Linked DNA regions of Mus musculus: region 2 is linked to region 1. The links are chromatin contacts, called in public HiChIP or PLAC-seq maps. All regions are on one chromosome and are shown on one strand. The core of a region is the stretch at or near the end of the contact, and the rest is flanking DNA. Distances in the headings are between cores, read along the strand shown.

Region 1 (5,480 bases), core at 1,561-4,060:
TGTTACACAGAGAGACCCTGTCTCAAAAAACCAAACCAAATCAACAACCAACAAACAAAGCTAAAGCAGAAAGCTGTGATGACAGTAGGTTCTCTCCTGTACAAGGCATATGTCTGATCAGAGAGGCCAGTGCCTTTGAGACTGGCAGGCAGCCTCCATTCACTCTGTCAATATACAGGATAGCTCTCAAGACGTCTGCAGACATACCAGTTCTAAAGCCAGCCAGCCAGCCCCTGGCTGAAAGTGTTAAGCCCTAGGACTTTCCTTATCTGTGAATGTGGTCATTTATGGCACTCCCTTCTGTATGTACCCCTTCATGTCAGCCGCCGAAACAAGGACCAGTGCAGGATGTATACAGTGGGCAACAAGAGTATTAAGAAAATAAAATTGCTGGGTGGTGGTGGCACACGAATTTAATCCCAACACTTGGGAAGCAGAGGCAGGTGGATTTCTGAGTTCAAGGCTAGCCTGGTCTACAAAGTGAGTTCCAGGACAGCCAGGGCTATACAGAGAAACCTCTCTCGAAAAACCAAAGAGAGAGAGAGAGAGAGAGAGAGAGAGAGAGAGAGAGAGAGAGAGAGAGAGAGAGAGAGAGAGAAAGAGAGAGAGAGAAGAATACTAGCTGCTCTGACAGATGGGTTTGATTCCTAGCACCCACATAGCTGCTTACAGAACTTACTAGAACTGTAACTCTAGTTCTAGGGGGATCCAGTGCCCTCTTCTGTCTCCCTTGGGCACTAGGCACACACGTCGTACACAGAGACATACATGCATACAAAATACCCGTACACATTTAAAAAAAAATGTAAGTTTAAAGATTGACTTTGTTGAAAAGAATGTTTGTTTAGTGAAGGTCCTTAGCTTTGCTGTCATTGCTGTAATAATGCATGTAGTCACTTTTCAGGACAACAGGGATTCAAAGTCTGTCTGGACATGATAATTATTCCCGCTCAGCCAGGTGGATCGGGGCATGGTTAATGTGTATGAGAACGATAAGTTTGCTTAGGAGGAAGAGACTGGGTCACACAGTTCCATCGGCTGCTTCCACAGATCCCCAGATTCCCCACCGTGCCCCCTTTCTGACTAATGTGACTACATAGTCCTGCACCAGAGCTGAGGTTTAACATCTTGGGACGTATAAGGTGCGACCAACCTTGCTTACAGGACAGCATGACTAATGCCTTGCCCCTCCTTCCAGTTGCCCTCCTGCTGTTTTGCCTCACCAGGAGAGGCTTCTAGGTAAGTTTTCTTTGTAAAGTTTAGGCACAGGCAAGGTATGCTCCCTTTGCGGTCCCTTCTCTACTTGACACTGAACAACTCCACTGAGAATCAGGCCTAGAGGAGACTGGCTTTGTGTCTGGAGTGAGTTCACCCATGCTGTGCACTGCCCGAGCAGGCTGAGAGGGGCCCCTCTCCTTGACATTCACTGCCACAGTCACAGCTGTGTGAAGGACAGATATTCCACCAAGCCCAAGGAGTCTGGCGCTTCACGAGTGCTACCTGATCAGGATGCTCTAGGCTCAGGCTGGTCTTTTTTTTTTTTTTTTTTGGTTTTTTGAGACAGGGTTTTACTGTATAGTCCTGACTGTCCTGGAACTCACTTTGTAGACCAGGCTGGCCTCAACTCAGAAATCCACCTGCCTCTGCCTCCCAAGTGCTGGGATTAAAGGCATGCACCACCACCACCTGGCTGCTCAGGCTGGTCTTAGCCTTCTCCCTTCTTGTTAGACTGAGTGGAGCCCAGCCTAACCTGGGCAATCGCTGGGGCCTCAATTCTACATAAAGTTTCTTTGGTTGGCAATCTCACCACATCTGACAACTCGGTAAAGGGTCTTAGCAGATACCTTGGATGCCCAGATACTGGAGAAGAGCCTTTGGAGTCTCTTCTCTGCAGGAAATTTAAGATGCTCGTTTGGTTCCAAGTCACCTTGGCCTTCCTGGAATGTTCTGGACCCATTATACCCTTGCTAGATTTTCAGCCTCAGAGCTGACACCCTGCCAGTCAGATGACTGTGGTTCTGAGGAACTCTTTCATCGAAATCTATTCTCCTTTACAGTGATCCTGTAGAGACTTCTGGGAGTTCAGGGGTGTCTAACATACCTCTGGACCAGCTTAATGTTTTTTTTTTCCCCCTGGGATTTAAACCAAAGAGATTCCAGAGGCTGCCCCAATTTAGCATAAACCTTTGACAATCAATGCCAAACTTAATCCAGCTCCTACGTCCCTCCCCGCTCCTGGCTCCAGCCTAGATCTTCTCTAGATCATGACATCTCGGCAGCACCCCATCCCACACCCTTTCCTCTTAACCCTCGGTCCTACCTGAGGTTCATGTCCCCCTTCATGGCCAGGGTGAAGAGGTTAGACAGGTTCCCCCCAGGAGAGCAGCCGCAGATGAGGATGGCCAGAGCCTCAATGCTGGTCAGATGAAAGACCTTGCCCAGAAGGAAAGCACTGAGGGGCATGATACCGTACTGGGCCACTATGGCGATGATCACCCCTTTGGGCTTCCAGAAGTGAGCCTTGATCTTGCTGAACTCCATGGTGCAGCCAAGCGAGAGCATGATGAGCAGCAACATAACTACCAGAATGACGCTGAGCGCAGTGTCTGTGGCCCGGTGGCCAAAGCCAGGCGGCAGGGAGAAATTGAAGGGGGCTGATACGTTGTGCGCCTCCATCCTCCGACCCAGTGAACACCACCTCACTCTCTGCTCCTGCCCTTCCTTGCCCAGTGCTGGCTGGATGTTTTCTTCAGTCCTCTTTCAGGACAGAGTTTCTGGACAAAATGTAGCTGTGGGCAAATAAAAGATTATGCAACCTGCAGAACCACGGTTGTGGTTATAAGACAGCCCATAACCTCATCTCCCCGGATCCCCTACTTTGCTTAAGTTTTCTGACCTCTGTGCCTGCCGAGTGGAGCTCGTACCCAGCACAGGGTTCATTCTTTACCCTGCTGAGCATGCTTCACTATAGCGTCTCTGAGACCCATCCAGGACCTGCAACAAAACATGTCCACCTTTCCCTTTAGTTCCTGCTTCTAGCTCAGTCTCGGAGACCTCAGGTTGTTTCCTGGGAAAAGGTGCCTTCCCTATCCTCAGTGAGTCACCATTTGTTCCCGAGAGAAAGAGACTGTTTCTGCCTTTGCCTTCCTCATCTAAGTGGCAAAGGCCAGAGGGCCATGGGACAGGATGGGGGGGCGATGTGGTGTTGCTGTCTTCAGGAGAGGCTGTGTCCATGACTGTCCTCCTCTGAGACCTTGCTTTGTGCCCATATCTAGACCATACGTGTCCTGTGGGGGTTGGGGTTGGTTGGGGGGTGGCACCATGAATCCCTGAAAGACTTACTTATCTCCAGAGGGGAAAAAACTTTCTGGGGTACGTTGGGCTCTTGGAAGCCTGGAGATTATCCAAAGCCCAGCTCACGAGAAACTCCAGCTGTGGAGAGTAACTAGCTGGTGCCTGAGGTATCCATAACTTGAGAGACTTCAGAGAAGGAAGTGAGGTTGTAGCAAGCTTGAGATGCACCAGGTAAAAAAAATAATTCCACTATTTTTTGGCCATATATAAAGCAAGCTCTATTAAATATTAAATACCAGCCAAGGGGTAGACTTTGGTCAGAACCAGTTCCTGAAATGTTTCAGCTAAGTGCCCTGAGACAGACATGTAGCGGGGGTTTCTAAAGACTAATCTATGCCAGGCGGTGGTGCCACACGCCTTTAATCCTAGCACTTGGGAGGAAGAGGCAGGCAGATTTCTGAGTTCGAGGCCAGCCTGGTCTACAGAGTGAGTTCCAGGATAGCCAGGGCTATACAGAGAAACCCTGTCTCGAAAAAAACAAAACAAAAAACCAAAAACAAACAAACAAACAAACAAACAAAGACTAATCTATAAACCACTTTCCCAAGAGGCATTGTTATTTTTCAAGAATGACAGCTTATAGCATTCTAGGAAGTTACCAGGTTTGTGGGCAGGTGGGGTGTGCAGGTTAATTTTAGGCATTGCAGATGAGTGGCCTTTTCTTACTGCACTCCCAATGGCTCTATTTTGCATGTTGGGCCTGTGGGTCTCATGATGGAAACCAGGTGGGAGGCATGCAACATCAGCAGCATTAGAGAGGCAGGTATGGCCATCCTGAGCTGAACTCCCCCGACTCACCTCAACTATGAGACTGAGCGGGTCTGTTAGGTGTAGTTTCCCCACCATGACCAAGGCAAAGAACACTTTTTTTAAAAAAAGATTTTCTTATTTATTTTATGTATATGAGTACACTATAGCTGTCTGCAGACACACCAGAAGAGGGCATCGGAACCCATTATAGATGGTTGTGAGCCACCGTGTGGTTGCTGGGAATTGACCTCCTCTGGAAGCGCAGTCAGTATGCTTAACCACTGAGCCATCTCTCCAGCCAGACTGAGGCAAATCTTTTTTTTAAAAAAAACGTTTATTTATTTATTTATTAATTTATTATAAATACACTGTAGCTGTCTTCAGACACTCTAGAAGAGGGAGCCAGATCTCATTATGGATGGTTGTGAGCCACCATGTCATTGCTGGGATTTGAACTCAGGACCTTCAGAAGAGCAGTCAGTGCTCTTAACCGCTGAGCCATCTCTCCAGCCCCCGAGGCAACTCTTATAAGGACAGTATTTAATTGGGGCTGGCTTACAGGTTCAGAGGGTCAGTCCATTATGGCAGCATCTAGGCAGGCATGGTGCAGAAGGAGCTGAGAGGTCTGTCTATCTCTTCATCTGAAGGCCACTAGGAGAAGACTGGCTTCCAGGCAGCTAGGATGAGGGTCTTAAAGCCCATGCCCACAATGACACACTTCCTCCAACAAGGCCACACCTCCTAATAGCACCTCTCCCTGGGCCAAGCATGTTCAAACCACCACAAACTGTCTCACTGAAGCTGACTCCTAGAAGTGTTTCCATCATTCTCTCGGCTGTACAAACCCTGCTCCCTGCTGCTTCTGCTCCCTCTGCCCTCATGGGCCTGTGTCCAATGGCCCCTGAGGAGAGGGAGGCCCACAGCTAGCCATTCTGAGCATTGGGGTGGTATCCTGAAGGAGGTTGCTTCCTCTCTTTGGAGAAAGCCAACTCATGCAGACATTCTCTCTGTTTTCTGGCCACCATGATTTGAGTGGTTGCCGAGGGCCATGCAGGAAGAATGACAAATGGCTTTAGAACACATGGACCGTGGCCCACTGGTTTGTGTGAACTCAGCCACGATGGGCGCTCCTTTGTTGAGGCACCACCTTGAGGACCACGTGTCCTGAGGACTTCTGCTCTGCTTGCTGCCCTCCCTTCACTCTTAATCTAAGAACTGTGTGAAGACTCTAAGGGCAACTCTACCCCTCGCTGGGCAGTATCTCTGGCCCTCACAATATTAGTGCTTAATCTCGTTTATGCATTGCTGCTGGAGGAGATTAGTGATTCAGTCACCATCCTTCAGAAGAATTTAGAGATGCAGATTGTCAGCAATGA
Region 2 (5,480 bases), core at 1,599-4,098, 720 kb after region 1:
TAAATACATTGCCTGAAGCTATGTGATTCAGTTTAAAAAAAAAAAAAAAGTCAAAGTCCAAGGTCTTGGCCTGCCCCGGTATAGAAAGTCCTAGGATGACTTTTCATTCTCTTTGTGATAAAAAGGACATCTTCTCCTTAACCTAAATTACAGTTGCTCCTAACTCACCCTGGTCACTTTCCCTTCTCCTTAGTCTGGACTAAAACTGCATTAAGTCTCAGATATCCACAGAGAACGCATGGCTTTCACTTGCAGTATCTTCAGCACTTGGCCAAACTGGTCTCTGAGATTCCCAGTCTCTCTTACCCAAGCCAACCAAACCCAGTGTGACTGCCTCGCCGCTGCCTTCCTTTGCTCTTTTAAAAACCCTTGCCTTCTGCATCAAAAGCTATTTTCAGAGAAAGCTATGAAACCATTGATTAGTGTCTTCACATGGACAAAGGTTTTTAGGAAGCAGGCACTATAAGCCTTATCTCTGGGAGCTGTGGTCTGAAAGATAAACGACTATTAAGGAAAGAAATCAGGATAAGGAGTTGGGGGGGGGGGTACAAATTTCAGACAGGAAGAATATCAGAGTTACTCAGCAAATGTTTGTTGATGAACCAATGAAGAGAAAGATACATAAAAGTCCACTGGGAACCTAAGTTAGAGCTTCCTGTGGAAGCCAAGCCTCTCTTACTGCCTTTTATGCAACTCTTAAGAAAAGACAGTGACATTTTTTTAAAATAAATAATTAACTTATAGTGTCTTCCTTCCTCTCTTAGCCCAATTTTATCTTTGATTAGATATTCTTAAAGCCAAAATACTCTTTCAACTAGATGTGACTTAAAGGAGAGATCTATGGGCAGTGGTGGCTCACACCTTCAGTCCCAGCACCCAGGAGGCAGAGGGAAATGGATCTCTGATGTCAAGGCTAACCTGGTCTACAGAGTAAGTTCCAGGATGGCCAGAGCTACACAGAGAAACCCTGTCTTGAAGAAGGAGGGGAGAGGAAGATAGGGAAGGAGGAAGAGGGAGGAAGAGGAAGAGGAAGAGGAAGAGGAAGAGGGGGATGTCTGTAACTTTGGAAGTGACAGGGCTAACTTGCACAGAGCTCATGCTCTGATACTACTATGTTATCCTTGGGATCCCGGCTCTGGGCACTGGTACACAAACAGGAATGGGAACTAGGACCCAGATAATTCATTTTTATCAGAGACAAAAATCTCTCTGTGTATCTCAGGCTGTCCTCTAATGCTGGAAAGACAGGCATACGCCACCATGCTCAGAGAAAGCTAGAATGTTTGATGGTGTGCTACATAACTTTGTGTGTGCTGTAGTAGACCCACCATTGTGCAGCTCATTTTCCTGTCTCCACTCTCCTGGCCTTTACTGGTCTGAGTTATGGTACCTATGGCTTGCTCTTCTAATAGTCATTAAGCAAGACAACAGCAAAGGAGCTGTGGAGTGAAGTTTACACCCCAGGGAAGCCTAAAAATGTCTAGTGAATTTGCACCTCTGAAAAGAAATGACAATAGAATAGAATAGAATAGAATAGAATAGAATAGAATAGAATAGAATAATAGAAGAGTATGGAAGAGTATAGTAGAGGGAGAAGTCACTGCAAGGCCAATGAATAGGAGCTAAGTAGAGAATTCTTTCTCATTCACTGAAGCATTCCAGTATCTCTTGGAGTAGCAACCAGAGCTTCTTGACTATGAAGTGTCTGATTACACACAGAAAGAGCAAGATAGGGGAGGCTAGCATTGTTATTTAGTACGAAAATGTTAAGCTTCCATACAGGAAAATAAGAGTATGGTAAGTGTTTGAGCCAAGTCATTTTGGCATCATGGGCTGGGGATGTAGAGACAAGAGCACAGGAGTTCAGGATCATCTGTGGCTACAAAGTGAGCTTGAGGACAACCTGGGGCCTTTGTCTCAAACAAAACTAAACACCCAAAGACAACAACATAGCATCCTGCTGGGGGTGGGGGGAGTGGGGGCAGGTTTTTATCCACAGAACATTTATGTAAAAAGTGACCTGATTACAATCTAGGATTGTTAAAAAGTGCTCCCCAGCTATTTAGTAACACCTTGAGTATGCAGCTGTTAGCACGTTTCTGTTCCCTCAAAGGATACATGTGTCTTGCTTACTCTTGCATCCTCCATCATAGGCCAGTAATAACCCATAGGGCTATCATCAGTCAGGAGTAAGCACTTATTTTTTTAAAGATTTATTTATTTTCATGTGTATGGGTGTTTTGATTGCATGTACGTCTGTGCACCACATGTGTGTCTATTGCCCACAGAGGCCAGAAGAAGGTGTCAGAGTCCCTAAGACTGGAGTTACAGACAGTTGTGAGGGTTGGGACTCAAACCTAGATCCTTTGGACAAGCAACCAGTGCTCGTAACTGCTGAGCCATCTCTCCAGCCCCAGCAATAAGCATTTGTAATAAAGATGAAGGGCAAGAGGAAGTTGAATAGCTAAAACTGTTTCTACAGATCACCTGACAGAAGCTTAAGCTGAGGGTCTTGTGCCCTGTGTGGCCCTAATGAAAGCCAGCCTTCCATAACCCTGCTGTTCTCCCTGCCTGTATATTTTATCCATCTCATACTGTCTAAGCATCACCACTTTTGTAAGCAAAAGTCCCCACGTGTGTGCTAATTCTGGAGCTTTAAGTCTGACATGGTTTGTTCACTGAGGAAAAGTATAACAAAAACAGTATAAAATAAAAGATGCTTCCTTTGATGAGCCCAGGAAGAGTAGCCAGAATATAATCGTCTCCCTGCATGGGTCACTCAGAACTGATGGCCTTAAGAGCCATCATGGTTTCCATGGGAGCTGTCCTGTCTTTGACTTGTAAGGAGCAGCACCTGGGCTCCACAGAAAAGAGTCCACAGCTCAGAGAGCTCAAATTACTTCTCAGCAGACCCTTCCTTCTACCTGGATAATATCCCAAAATGTGCAAGTGAGGGGACCTGCCAACACCCCCAAAACGGACATGTCCATTTGTCCCCAAATAAAAGCGGCACCTTTCCCTCTGCCACACCTATAGCCCTCCAGATGACAGAGAGATGTGAGAGTAAAGACAAACGGGAGAGACTCGGAACTCTGCAGGTGTGGCCTTCAGCCTACACTTTTGCTGACTCACCCTGCCCTGCTTCTCTTTGCTCAAGCCCAGAAGTTAGGCCTGGGGACAGGAGAGAATCCAGACGTGGATTCTCAAGCCTTGCCCGGGAGTCTAGCTCAAAAGCATCCTGTCTGTCATTATGCCATCTCGGTGAAATGAAAGTCACCTACCTTTCTGGACATATAGGAGACTCGAGGAACCTGCGGAGGACTCTGCGGCCCGGAGAAGCAAAGATCTCAGAAAATAAAACCTGGGGGTGGGAAGGTTTCGAGGTACTCATGAGTTGTGGAGACTAAACCCACTGGGAGAAACCAAGCCTTAGACTCAGTTCAAATTTAGATCGAATGAATTAATTCTCACTGTTGGTAGAGCCAGACAGCATGCCATGGGGGAAGGGTGGGGGAAGGGGGGGCGGGGTTAAAGTGCGGGCGTCCAGGTGCTTCTCACTTCCCCACTATAGAGTAAGGAGAAGACCATTGCATCCTTTCCCGTGGCAACAGAGTTTTACAGAAGCAATGGTGTCTGTTACCACCTCACAGCCTATTACTATCCTATTCTCAGCTCACCCGCAGGCCACTGGGGTTTCCCAGGCATTCCAGAGCACAAGGCCAACAGGCCCTGAAGGGACATCCAAACTCAGTGCCTACCTCTGGGTCAGAACCTTACTTCTCAGCCTGGCACTTCTGGCCCCGGACCGCTGTGTTGGCCTCTGTCCCAGGGCAGACACCATGACCAAGGCATTTACTTGCCTTACAGGTTCAGAGGTTCAGTCCATTATCATCAAGGCAGGAGCACGGCAGCATCCAGGCAGGCATAGTGCAGGAGAAGCTGAGAGTTGCTGCTAGGAGAAGACTGGCTACCCCGGTTTAAATGTTTAAATTCACCCACCCAGCTGGCATTTCCTATGCCTCGTCTCTGCTTTATTTCTACACCTCGCCGCTTTCAGGGAACATATATTTTACTTATTAATTTGCTCTCTTATTTATTCGTCTTTCCCACTAGAACACCAGCATTTCCGTGTCTCTAGTACTAGCACAGTATGTGACTAGTAGGTAGCTATTCAGTGACCATGTGTTCAAAGAAAAAAAAAAAAAAAAGAAAGACAGTTTAGGTGCTTAAGGCTATAACACAGTAACTCTGACCTACTCCTAGCTGGGAATTGGGGTTCAGGCCTCCTTGCCCCCGTCATTGACATCTCTGTCACCCCAAAAGGACCCTGCACAGAGGCATTCCTGGTACTCAATCCCTTTGTTCTCTCCCTTCTGAGATTGTTCCTTACCCACCCTGCCCCCCTGTAATCAATGATTTTAAATACAGCAGCCATTCAACAAACGGCAGTGCCTGCTGCCTATCAGCCTTTGTGCTTCCTGTAGAGTTTTTATTCGATCATTATAAGCTAGATAGTGTGTATGTGCATTGTACATACATATGTGGGTGTGTCCCCTCACCCCCCCCCCCACCTCCAAGGTAACCTTGGAGTGGCTTTCTCAATCATCTGCCTTGTTTTTTTCTCTCACTGAATGGCTGCAGAGTCCCCGTGTTCTGCCTACCCCTGCTCCCCAGAGCTGGGGTTACAGGGAGCTATCACACCCAGGTTTGTATGCGGGCACTGGGGTCCGAACTCAGATCTTTGTGTTTGTGTAGCATATATTTTACCCACTGAGCCATCTTCCCAGTCTCCACATTATCTTGTTTTTACATAATCATGTGACCCTAGAGACCACATTGAATATTCAAGTGTCTGCTTTTACTTCTGTGAGGCTCCCTCTATGCATAAAGGTGGGCTCTGCTGGCGTACTGACACTTGGGATAGCCTGTAACTCAAAAGGTCACTTCTGACTCATCAGTCCAAAGCACAAATTGGACTTAGTGGTTCTGGTCTGTTCCTTTCTACCCAGAATAGGAAGATCTGAATGCAGACAAGGCCCTTATAAAAGACTGGAGCCCCAGTGTCTGGCTGCAAGGTACCTACCCCAGGCCAATGGGTAAGAAATTCTCCAGTTGCTACAATGACCAGAAGCATCACTTCACGACACCAGAGAAGATGGCACTGTCGTGATTCATAAGAGCACCCACACCCAGAGCTCCTCCCTTCAGGTCCAGCTGATTATCCAAGACATGGCTTTTATGTGGCCCTCTCTTACTCTTCCAGCAAGACGTTCACTTCTGACTTTGATTCTCTTTTGCCTGCTTGGGATCAATCCCAAGCCTTATACCTGCTCTGTGTGAGTTTTACTGCTCAGCTGCATCCCCAGCCCTAACTACTCCGTTTTGAATAAGATAAATCAAGTCGCCTTTCAAATGCTTGTAGACAAGGAAACAGATACTGACCTAAGACAATGCAGGTTGTGAGGCCTGAAGCTGGGACT

What was found. HiChIP or PLAC-seq counts read pairs in DNA pulled down with a chosen protein or histone mark.
Region 2: a contact with region 1 is called in an H3K27ac HiChIP or PLAC-seq map of embryonic stem cells, with 3 times the contacts expected there. The contact joins the enhancer-like site here to the promoter of Slc10a1 in region 1. A contact is called at or near these places in 8 of 39 promoter capture datasets (the 3T3-L1 cell line, the HPC-7 cell line, cranial neural crest and 4 more), 1 of 484 Hi-C or Micro-C datasets (cerebral cortex), 1 of 115 datasets of contacts at active chromatin or transcription factors (embryonic stem cells) and 1 of 9 other capture datasets (embryonic stem cells).

The regions. Positions count from the first base shown.
Region 1 is chr12:80,965,269-80,970,748 of GRCm38.p6, forward strand. It overlaps Slc10a1 (solute carrier family 10 (sodium/bile acid cotransporter family), member 1), which reads right to left and starts at 2,811. Exons shown (of 4, transcript NM_011387.2): 1 at 2,321-2,811. The coding sequence starts at 2,676.
Region 2 is chr12:81,680,458-81,685,937 of GRCm38.p6, forward strand. No RefSeq gene overlaps it. Among named protein-coding and RNA genes, the nearest start is that of Ttc9, 52 kb to the left of the region's middle. Within about 2 kb of position 2,849, at least 29 of the 459 cell types and tissues checked have an H3K27ac peak or open chromatin away from gene starts, as enhancers often do. A contact at or near this core is called in embryonic stem cells and stem cell-derived epiblast-like cells, where this site is marked.